2 separate regions of the Mus musculus genome follow, and region 2 is linked to region 1. A link is a contact called in public HiChIP or PLAC-seq data. All regions are on one chromosome and are shown on one strand. Each heading gives the region's core, a stretch centred on a gene start, on an enhancer-like site or on the middle of the called end of the contact. The rest is flanking DNA. Distances are from core to core; before and after follow the strand shown. Region 1 has its middle 32 kb from the start of Zc3h15. Region 2 overlaps Itgav (integrin alpha V).

What was found. HiChIP or PLAC-seq counts read pairs in DNA pulled down with a chosen protein or histone mark.
Region 2: a contact with region 1 is called in an H3K27ac HiChIP or PLAC-seq map of embryonic fibroblasts, with 36 read pairs. The contact joins two enhancer-like sites. A contact is called at or near these places in 2 of 15 datasets of contacts at CTCF or cohesin (CD8 T cells and the NIH/3T3 cell line), 17 of 484 Hi-C or Micro-C datasets (the AML12 cell line, CD8 T cells, arterial endothelial cells and 11 more) and 7 of 115 datasets of contacts at active chromatin or transcription factors (CD8 T cells, bone marrow-derived macrophages, effector CD8 T cells and 3 more).

The regions. Positions count from the first base shown.
Region 1 is chr2:83,674,184-83,678,867 of GRCm38.p6, reverse strand. No RefSeq gene overlaps it. Among named protein-coding and RNA genes, the nearest start is that of Zc3h15, 32 kb to the right of the region's middle. Within about 2 kb of position 2,392, at least 57 of the 459 cell types and tissues checked have an H3K27ac peak or open chromatin away from gene starts, as enhancers often do. A contact at or near this core is called in the NIH/3T3 cell line, embryonic fibroblasts, granulosa cells and 1 more, where this site is marked.
Region 2 is chr2:83,743,226-83,747,783 of GRCm38.p6, reverse strand. The region is part of intron 2 of Itgav (integrin alpha V); the gene reads right to left. It also overlaps the pseudogene Dnmt3l-ps1. Among named protein-coding and RNA genes, the nearest start is that of Itgav, 21 kb to the right of the region's middle. Within about 2 kb of position 3,288, at least 110 of the 459 cell types and tissues checked have an H3K27ac peak or open chromatin away from gene starts, as enhancers often do. A contact at or near this core is called in the NIH/3T3 cell line, embryonic fibroblasts, granulosa cells and 1 more, where this site is marked.

The sequences.
Region 1 (4,684 bases), core at 1,143-3,642:
TTTCTGAGTTCGAGGCCATCCTGGTCTACAAAGTGAGTTCTAGGACAGCTAGGGCTACACAAAGAGACCCTGTCTCGAAAAACCAAAAAAAAAAAAAAAAAAAAAAAAAGAGAGACAAGAAAAGTTCTAGCTGTAAGGATTGGACATGGTCCAGCAATGCAACCATCAATTCCTTAGCTGGCTACTCTGCTAACAATAATAGTTCAGTGATTTTACTGCACATCCTTTTGGCCATAGGGTTCGGAATTCAGTCTGAACAGATCTGCTGTACCTTGTTCATGTTAACTCATCCTGCACGTCCTCTACTTAACAAATGAGTATTGGAAGACTCTGTTTTCTTCTACTTAAATCAAACTAATTTTTACCTATGTGACTATAATAGCTCCTTACTTCACTAGTAAGGCTCAGGAATGAAGAGCCTCTCAAAACAATGGTCTCGCTCTTTATTAAAATGTTAATGTTTTTTTGTTTGCTTTACTATAATTTATTTATTTAGCGTGTATATGAGGGGTACATGCTATGGCATGTTTGAGGATGTCAGAGGATAACTTGCAGGAGTTAATTTTCAGTACTGAATTCAGGCCTTTACCTACTGATCCATCTCACTGACCCGTGAATAAGGTTTCTAAGATAGGAAAATATGTATGTGTTAATGCTTAGTTAATGAAACACACACACACACACACACACACACACACACACACACACACACACACAAGCATGCACACACAAAACAGCAGTGACAAAAAAGAAAAATTAATTCCCCATGGCATTTAAAAGGATAGAATATTATACACTAAACTTAGTCATAGATGTCCAAAGCGTGCACCACTGCAGATGGAAATAACTGCAAATGCATTTGTGCCCATATGAACATTTCATACTATTAAAATGCACACAGTACCAGGAGTTATCCAGACTCAACGCAATACTTATCACAAATCACATTGGCATCTTTGTACAAATGAAAAAAAAGCTAGCTTGAAATTCATATGGGATCTCAAAGAACTCAGTGTAGGATCCCAAAGAATCTCTGGATAGCCCTGGTTGTCCTGCAACTTGCTTTGTAGACCAGGCTAGCCCTGAACTCAACAGATTCACCTGCTTCTGCTTGCTGGGATTAAAGGCTCATGCCATCATGCCTAGTATACTTCCAGATTTTCAAACACAGTATTAAGCAATAGCCATTACAATGACATGATACAAAGCATGTAGAAATACATTCTTTAACAGCTGAATGCCTTTTATTTTTGAGGACTTCCTACACTGTTAGCATCATTTCCATGGTGCTCCTCCCCAACACAATTCCTCCACACAGCCTCTTGAATTTGTGACTATGAACTCGTGACGATGACTGCTTCTATATTACTTTCATACACACCTGCTGAGTCCAGATAGTGTTGCCTCGATGGGCCCCAAACTACAGGCTCTCCCTCTCTCAGCCACTGACTACCTGGAGTTCTTCATCTAGAGCGGGGCCTAATAGAATGTTCCTTTATCCATGTTCAGTATTCATTACAAAAATGCAAGTCCTAGGGAGATGGCACTAAAATGAGTTCTTGGTCATAAGGAGACACTTTTTGAGGGATTGAAAAATGTGCCCATAAGGCCAGATTTGGTGGCTCAGCACATGGGAGACAGAGGCAGGGCATCTGATCCCAGGCGAGCTACGTACCGAGATTCTGCCTTAGAACAAAATTGACAGAAGACAAAAACATAAAGTCAAAGCACAACTGTTTCTTTTCTAGCTGCGGAGATAAAATACTAGACAAAAGCAATTTTAGGGAGGGTTTCCTCTGGCTCACTAAGTAGACCTCTTTCAACTACAGTGGAGAAGGGGATGGGGGAAGCACCAGCAGGCCAGTACCTCGCAGCCCTTCCTGTTATTGGTTCTTCAATAAATCTTATCAAGAAAATTCCTCACTGGCATATGCTGCGGCACCTCTCCTAAATGACTCTAGGTTCAAGTTTATAATCACTGTGATCTAACACTTCTCTCCAACAAAACAACAAAATCCCCCCTCAAAGACATGAACATAGAAGCAAAAGGCACACCTGTGAATTTGGGGCCCTGTGTTTTGGTGAATCAAAGACATGAAAGGACTCCATCATTAGACTATTTAAGGATGTTACTATTTCTCAAACGGGAACACGCAGATGAGACATAAAAACCCACAAGACACAGTCATAGCTGCCTGTTCCCAGTGCGACTGTCTGAGTAAGCACTTGCAGCTCCACCGGGAGGCAGCCTCACAGCTGAAGAACAAGCATTTGAATCCCCCTTTTCCTAAGAAGGAAACCCAGGATATAAAACACATCACACTGAGCAATCAGAATCAAGACATAGCAACAAAGCCAGGACAGCCAAGACCTTGAAGACCATGCCTGCATTCCATTCTCCTTGGCTGGCAATCTAGAGCTTTTGAAGAGTTATGAAGCAGAACTCAGGACTAACAGGGCTAGGCCCCAGGAAGCTAAATCTGGCAGGGCTTTGGATGTATCAGTTCTGGGAAGGAAATAAGTTAACAGTTAAGTTTGGTGACTGTAATCTGAGGTTGGAAAGTACACCAGTTTCTATTAAGAGAACCCTCCCTTGTTTTCACCATGTCTCTCATACTCTAGATGTTCCTGCTCTGGAAGATAAACCATGTATGTCAAATTCTGAACAAAGATAAGAATCTGCTTAAGAGACAGTGACCATGTGAACAGAAAAGAGCACTGCTGCAGGAGAATTCCTGGTGTGGTACAATGACTGGTTGTTTTCAGTCCAAGTCTCTGGATAAGATTTCAATAACGAGAGAAAAGAAATGGAAAAAAAAATCTAGGAGATTTTGGAGAAAAAAAGACTTTAGTCTGGAATTTGACATACTGGCAGGAAATACATGTTACTGTGAGCAGCTTATTGGAAATACTCGAGAGATAGAGCCACTCATGTGGAAGTGATTATGGCAATCACGAGAGCAAGTGAGGCTGGCAAAGGACAGAACACAAAGATGGCAGAGAAGCCTGAATCACAGAGAAAGGCTCGGCAGGAAACCCCTCCCTCTGATGTGAAGTATCAAACAAGGTTCCAGGCAGTTCTGCAACAGCTTTACAGTCAGGGCAGATGACATTACCAACGGCCTATGGGAAGTCTGAGTGTGGCTGGCTAGGAAGCCTATGGGCAACTTCACAGCCCATGTCCTGCTTAGTATTTCCACCAGGTTTATTCTTGGCAAAAGTGGAAGGCTGGAACAGAAGCAGACCAAAGTTGCCCACTGTATCAAAAACAGACACGTTAGACCAACTTGGCTATGTCTCTGACTATAAGTGCCTGCTTAGAAGAGAAATGTACGCATATAGTTAATAATGCCAAGTTTGAGGCTGGAGAGATGGGGAGTGGTTAAGAGCACTGGCTGCTCTTCCAGAGGACAATATGGCAGTTTATGACTGAAACTCCAAGATTGAACACCTTCGCATAGACAGACATGTGTGAGGCAGGCAAGACACCAATACACATTAAAAATAAATAATAACAATAATGATGATAAAGAATGCCAAATTGCAAAATGAATTTAGGCAGTTTTGAGTTTGTGAGGTGAAGATTTTACTACTTACCAAGGCAACTACTTTTTCTAGACTGGCTATGTGCTTTTCAAATATAAATTTGTGTGCAGGTTTATCGTGGAAAGTCTCTGCAGTGTATGGATGCACGTGTGTGGGGCTCAAGGACACCGCAGGCAAGTCCTTGGGAACCACTGTGTTACTCACTTTTCTGCTGCTGTGATGAAATACAATGAGCAAGGCGATAGTGTTTTGGGGCATTCAGTCCCAGGGAGACTTGCTCATCGCTATGTCAGAGAAGCAAGGTAGGTGTGGTAACAGGAACAGGTCACGTTCACCTAGCTAATCCCAAGTAGGAAGCAAAAGGGATGCACTAGAAACGGCTCGTTTTTCAATTCCCCCACGCTCTACTTCCTCTAAAGTAATGGCTCCCTAACGTCCCAAATAGCAGCAGCTGGGAACCAAGTGTTCAGATGCCCGAGGCTATGTGGGGCATCTTACTCAAGCTACCACAACTGTGCACTTCAAATATTAGTTATGTATTGTCCCATGGCACAATGTGGAGGTCAGAGGACAACTTCGGGGAGTTGGCTCTTTTCTGTCACATGGACCCCAGGGACGAAATGCAGATAGATCATCAGTATTGGCAACAAGCCCCTTCTGTTACCCACTGAGCCATCTCACCAGCCTCCACCTATGGAGACAGGGTTTCTCCCTCGGACCTGAGGCTGATTAGGGCAGAGTGGCAGGCTAGTGAGCCCCAGGGACTTGTCTCTGCCTCTCAGCACTGGGATAACAATCCCAACATTTCACGACGGGGCTGAGGATCAAACTCAGCTCCACCTGCTTACACAGTAAGCAACTTACCCGCCACTTGCAAAGCCCCGAGAAAGCCTAGCTTTTAATACTGCGCATGCTCAGTAGTAAGCTGTGGAGAGTCGTCACGATTGTTAGTAATAGTTTCATGCTTTTGAAACTGAACTGCAATATTCATTAAAGTAAAAATGACTCTGGCTTACTGGCAGTGTCTAGAACATGGTGACCCATGCAGGCGATGAACAGCCTCTTCTCCAGAACGGTTTTACAGCCAAAAGATTCCATCCGTGATAGGTTTAGAGAACATGGCCAAATTTTCCACACT
Region 2 (4,558 bases), core at 2,039-4,538, 68 kb before region 1:
CCGGCCAGGTTCAGAATAGTGTACCTTTGTGGTGTGCAGGGGCCATAACCCCTAGTTCCAGCACTCAGGAGGCAGAGGCAGGCAGATTTCTGTGAGTTCAAAGCCAACCTGGTCTACAAAGTGAATTCTAGGGCAGCTAGAGCTACATACTGTGATCACTTCTCAAAAAGAAAAACAAACAAACAAACAAACAAACAAAGTGTCCCTTTGATTAGTCACTTTGCCTACACTGCAGTATCTCCTGTACTTTACATAACTTAGGACTATTATTAGCTAATTAGGAAGTGTGGGGGCTGCAGAGATGGCTCAGTGGTTAAAGGTCCTTGCTGCTCTTGCAGGGGACTAGAGTTCAGTTCCCAGGACCCACTTGGCAACTCACAACCATCTGTAACTCTAGTCCAGGAAGTCCTCTTCTGAGATCCCTGCACACACACACGGTGCACAGACATACACGCAGGAAAAAACACCAATACACATAATATTAAAATTAAAAAGAAAGAAAAGGGCATGTTAGTGTGTCAGGTTTACTGCAAGCACTATCAATTATATCACAGATGTGGAAACGTCATCATAAGGTAGGTTTCCAGTGAAATTCCCTAAATTGTTGAGTAACTATAACAAACTCTGTGGCCACCTGTTCTACTCCCAGGCATTCCTGCCATATCATAAAGGCATATACTGACGTCAGAACACAGGGAATCCCGAGGAATGGCAAAGGGTAGCAAAATAGAGCTGTACGTAAAGAGAGGCCTAAACACCACAAAGAAATGACCTCTGCTGACATTTTTGGCTTCTCTCCTAAAGAATGCTTTCGTGAGCATAAAGCATGCATTTTCACCCATAAATAGGTATTTCAAGCCAAATATCTCAGATACACTTAAGTTACTACTAAAATACATATTACCCTATGCCTGTCTTCAGTCCACGGAACTAGGTAGTCTCATTTCTATACACAGCCTTTGTATTCAAGGCTCATTTGCATGGGAAACGTCATTCCTTCCACTTGAAATAATAATGCTACCTGAAAACCCAGCATATACTTATAGAAACGCATGTCTACTACAATACAATCATGAGAGGCTACGAATACAGTTGTACAGTACCAACAAAGAAATACCTTCTAGATCAGTGGCTTTTCCTAATGCTGCATACAGTTCCTCATGTTATAGTGGCCGCAAACATAAAATTAGTTTCATTGCTCCTTCATAACTGTAATTTGGCTACTGTTATGAATCATAATGCAAATGTGTTTCCTGATGTTTTTAGGTGAGCCCTGTGTACAGGTCATACAACATCCCATAAGAGTCATGACTCACGGGTTGAGAACCACTGCTCTAGACCAAGTTTTATGCAAAGAAATAAAAGAGTAGGCATTCCTGGATTCTAAGGGAATTAAGGGTTGTTCTCTACATCAGGGGAGGAAAAGTCAGGAAAAGAATTGTGAAGGGCCTTTCCACTGTGCTAAAGAACGCCCTCCATTCATGCTGAAAATGACCCTGTGCTAAGCCATTTTTCTTCAATTATTTTAGGCCTGGATGTTTAGAAGACAATTCCTCTTTGTAAAATTTTGTTTAATTATGCTACTTTCCAAAACTGTCTCAACAAATGTTTTTCTCAAGAAATATACTTTGCTTTATTTAAGTTTGTATATGGTAGCACCGGATGTTGTTGTACACTGTCAAGTAGCAGAAGCTTGGAACAGCCACCATGGTCTCACTCTCCTTACAAAACAGACTGACAAGGTAGAAACAGCTGGAGAAATGGCTCAGATGTGATGAGCATGCCCTAGTCTTCCAGAGGACCCAAGTTCAGCTCCCAGTACCCATGGGGGCTGACTCACAGCCTCATGGGATCCAATAACATCCAAGGGCACCTGCATACATATGGTGCATACCCACCCACAGACATTCAAAAATACATATAACTAAAAATAAATGACTTTGATAACAGTATAGGAATAAAATAAAATATAAAACAAAATGGTATACAAAATACCTCTTCCTATACCATCCCCGGTACACAGGTCCTTCTAGCAGACAACATCAGTGGTTCCTAGGAGGCACCTTTCTCTTGCTCCAAGGCCCTCTCTCTTGGAACATGGTGATTCCAGATAGCTTTGCCCCTGACCCTGTCGGCCACCTGGAAGAGCAATAGCTGAAACCCTTCCTGAGCCTGAAGGCTGATCATATCATGGACGTGATACTGGTAGACTCCAGGAAACTGCTGTCCTCAGCCTCACCTCCTAGGCAGAGAGATCATCAAGTGATAAGTCACCGTGAGCTGACAGAACATCAAAGACATCTATCTGCCTGTCGTGGAAGTCTCCAGGGTAGGGTGTACGTGTAGCAGCCCTTGTTTGAGGGAGGAGCATGTTTCCCACATAAGGACAAGTTCCTGGAAACCCTCTTCCTTTCCTGTGAGGACCTGAACTAGAGCTAGCTCCATCTCCTGCTCAGGGACTCCCAGTTCTTATATAGCCCTGACTGTACCAGTGTTACTGTTTCGAGTGAGTAGATATCCTGGTGGATCCTGGGACCTCAGAGTGAATCAACGTCATGGCCTGCCAGGTTTGCTTCCTCTGCCTTTCTCTCAAAGCAGCCTGCTGCAGAGGCGGAGGACATGGCACCACCAGCTAAAGGCCTTCCATCACCTGGATGGGGCAAACCTCGGGGAGATGTGCAAGGCAGTGCCTATGTGGAAGGATGAGGCAGGGCATGTGCTGACACATGGGAGGATATTGAACATGAGCTAAAGAGTTTGGGCTTTGGGGAAGTGGATCTGGTTTTGAGGGAGAAAGATGGAAGAACTCAGAAGCTGTCACAAACATCGCAAGGAGAGACATGGAAGGATGGGGCCCCTTTGACTTCGTGTAAATGGCTCAACACAACCCCTAGTCTACTGCTGTGACCACTGCCCTGGCTGGTGCCAGTTCCAATTCCACCGGGTCCTACAGTACACATGACCGCACCCAGGTTGACTGCAGCCCTTCTTCTGGATGTTTGTCAGCAACCCACTGCTGACTAAGAATGACCAAACCTCAGCAGCCTAACTCGAGATGGAGGCTATGACCTTCAGGATGTCTGCTGCAGATCCTCCAGAATGCTGTATGGGTGTGCAGCGACATGGGGGTGAGAGGGAGCAAGCATGCACGAGACACTGACACCAGGGAAGGAACAGTTCCTGAAAGCCCAAGTCAGTACAAGAGCCACGCTGGTACCCAGAGCCTGGAGCTCCTGGAGAACTGCCTTCTCCCCCCTACCAGAATACTTCAGATATTTTTCTCAGAGCTCACTTCCTCTTTACAATGAATCATACAGTGAAAAGGGAGGCTGTCCTAGATCCAGGGCAGTCTTCCCCTGTGCCTTTCCCACTGCAGCGATTTCTTCCGCTTGTTTGAAAAGGGTTTCTCCTGTTTAGTTCCCAAGATGCAGATGCCTCTGTGCAGCTCACTATGGACATGGGAGGCACCCACTGCTGTGGACAAGATCCTCATGGAGAAGCCCATGTGCATCCCCAAGTGTCTGTGTTCCACTTAAAATATATTATATGTTATAAAAAGAAAGAAACAAAGGAAGAAAAGAAAGAAGGAAGGGAGGGAGGGAGGGAGGGAGGGAGGGAGGGAGGGAGGGAGGGAGGGAGGGAGGGAGGGAGGGAGGGAGGGGAGGGAATCCTGTTTGGTTTTGCTTTGTTTTGTTGTTGAGACAGGGTTTCTCTGTGTACTCCTGGCTGTCCTGGAACTCACTCTCTAGACCAGGCTGGCCTCGAACTCAAGGATCTGCCTGTCTGTGCCTCCCCAGTGCTGGGATTAAAAGCGTGTGCCACCACCACTCAAAAAGAAAGAAGGAAAGGAGCCGGGCATGGTGGCACACGCCTTTAATCCCAGCACTCGGGAGGCAGAGGCAGGCAGATTTCTGAGTTCGAGGCCAGCCTGGTCTACAAAGTGAGTTCCAGGACAGCCAGGGCTACACAGAGAAACCCTGTCTGGAAAAAACAAAAAAAAAAAAAAAAAAAAAACAAAAAAAAAAACAAAAAAAAGAAGGAAAGGAAAAAAAGATACTTCCTGCCATAATGCTTCTCAGGGACTTGTCTCTGTGGATATCAAGATTAATGTAAGCTAGAAAAGTCACAGAAAATACATGCAAATTCTATATTTTTGGTCTTATGCTTATCAACCAGTTTAAAATCCATAGTTCTTTTCCATATGAAAACATATTTACCACTTATTAAGAACAAATGAATACTGGTCAGAGGTTTTTCATTTTGTTTTGTTTTTAAAGCATCAGATATCAGACATATGTTTTGGATGTAAGCAGAAATTTTAAAAACTAATTTAAGGCAGACATTGTGATGCAAGTCTGTAACCCCAGCACTCAGGACACCGAGGCTGGTAAATCAAGAGTCTGAGGGCTGCCTGTTCAAGCAAGTAGAACCCCTGTCTTCAAAACATAAATAAATAAATTACATTACATTAAATATTAAAAGGCCTGGCTTCCTTAGGGCAGTGGTGCTCAACTTGCCTGACCTGTGACCCTTAATATAGTTGGTCCCCAACCTTGCT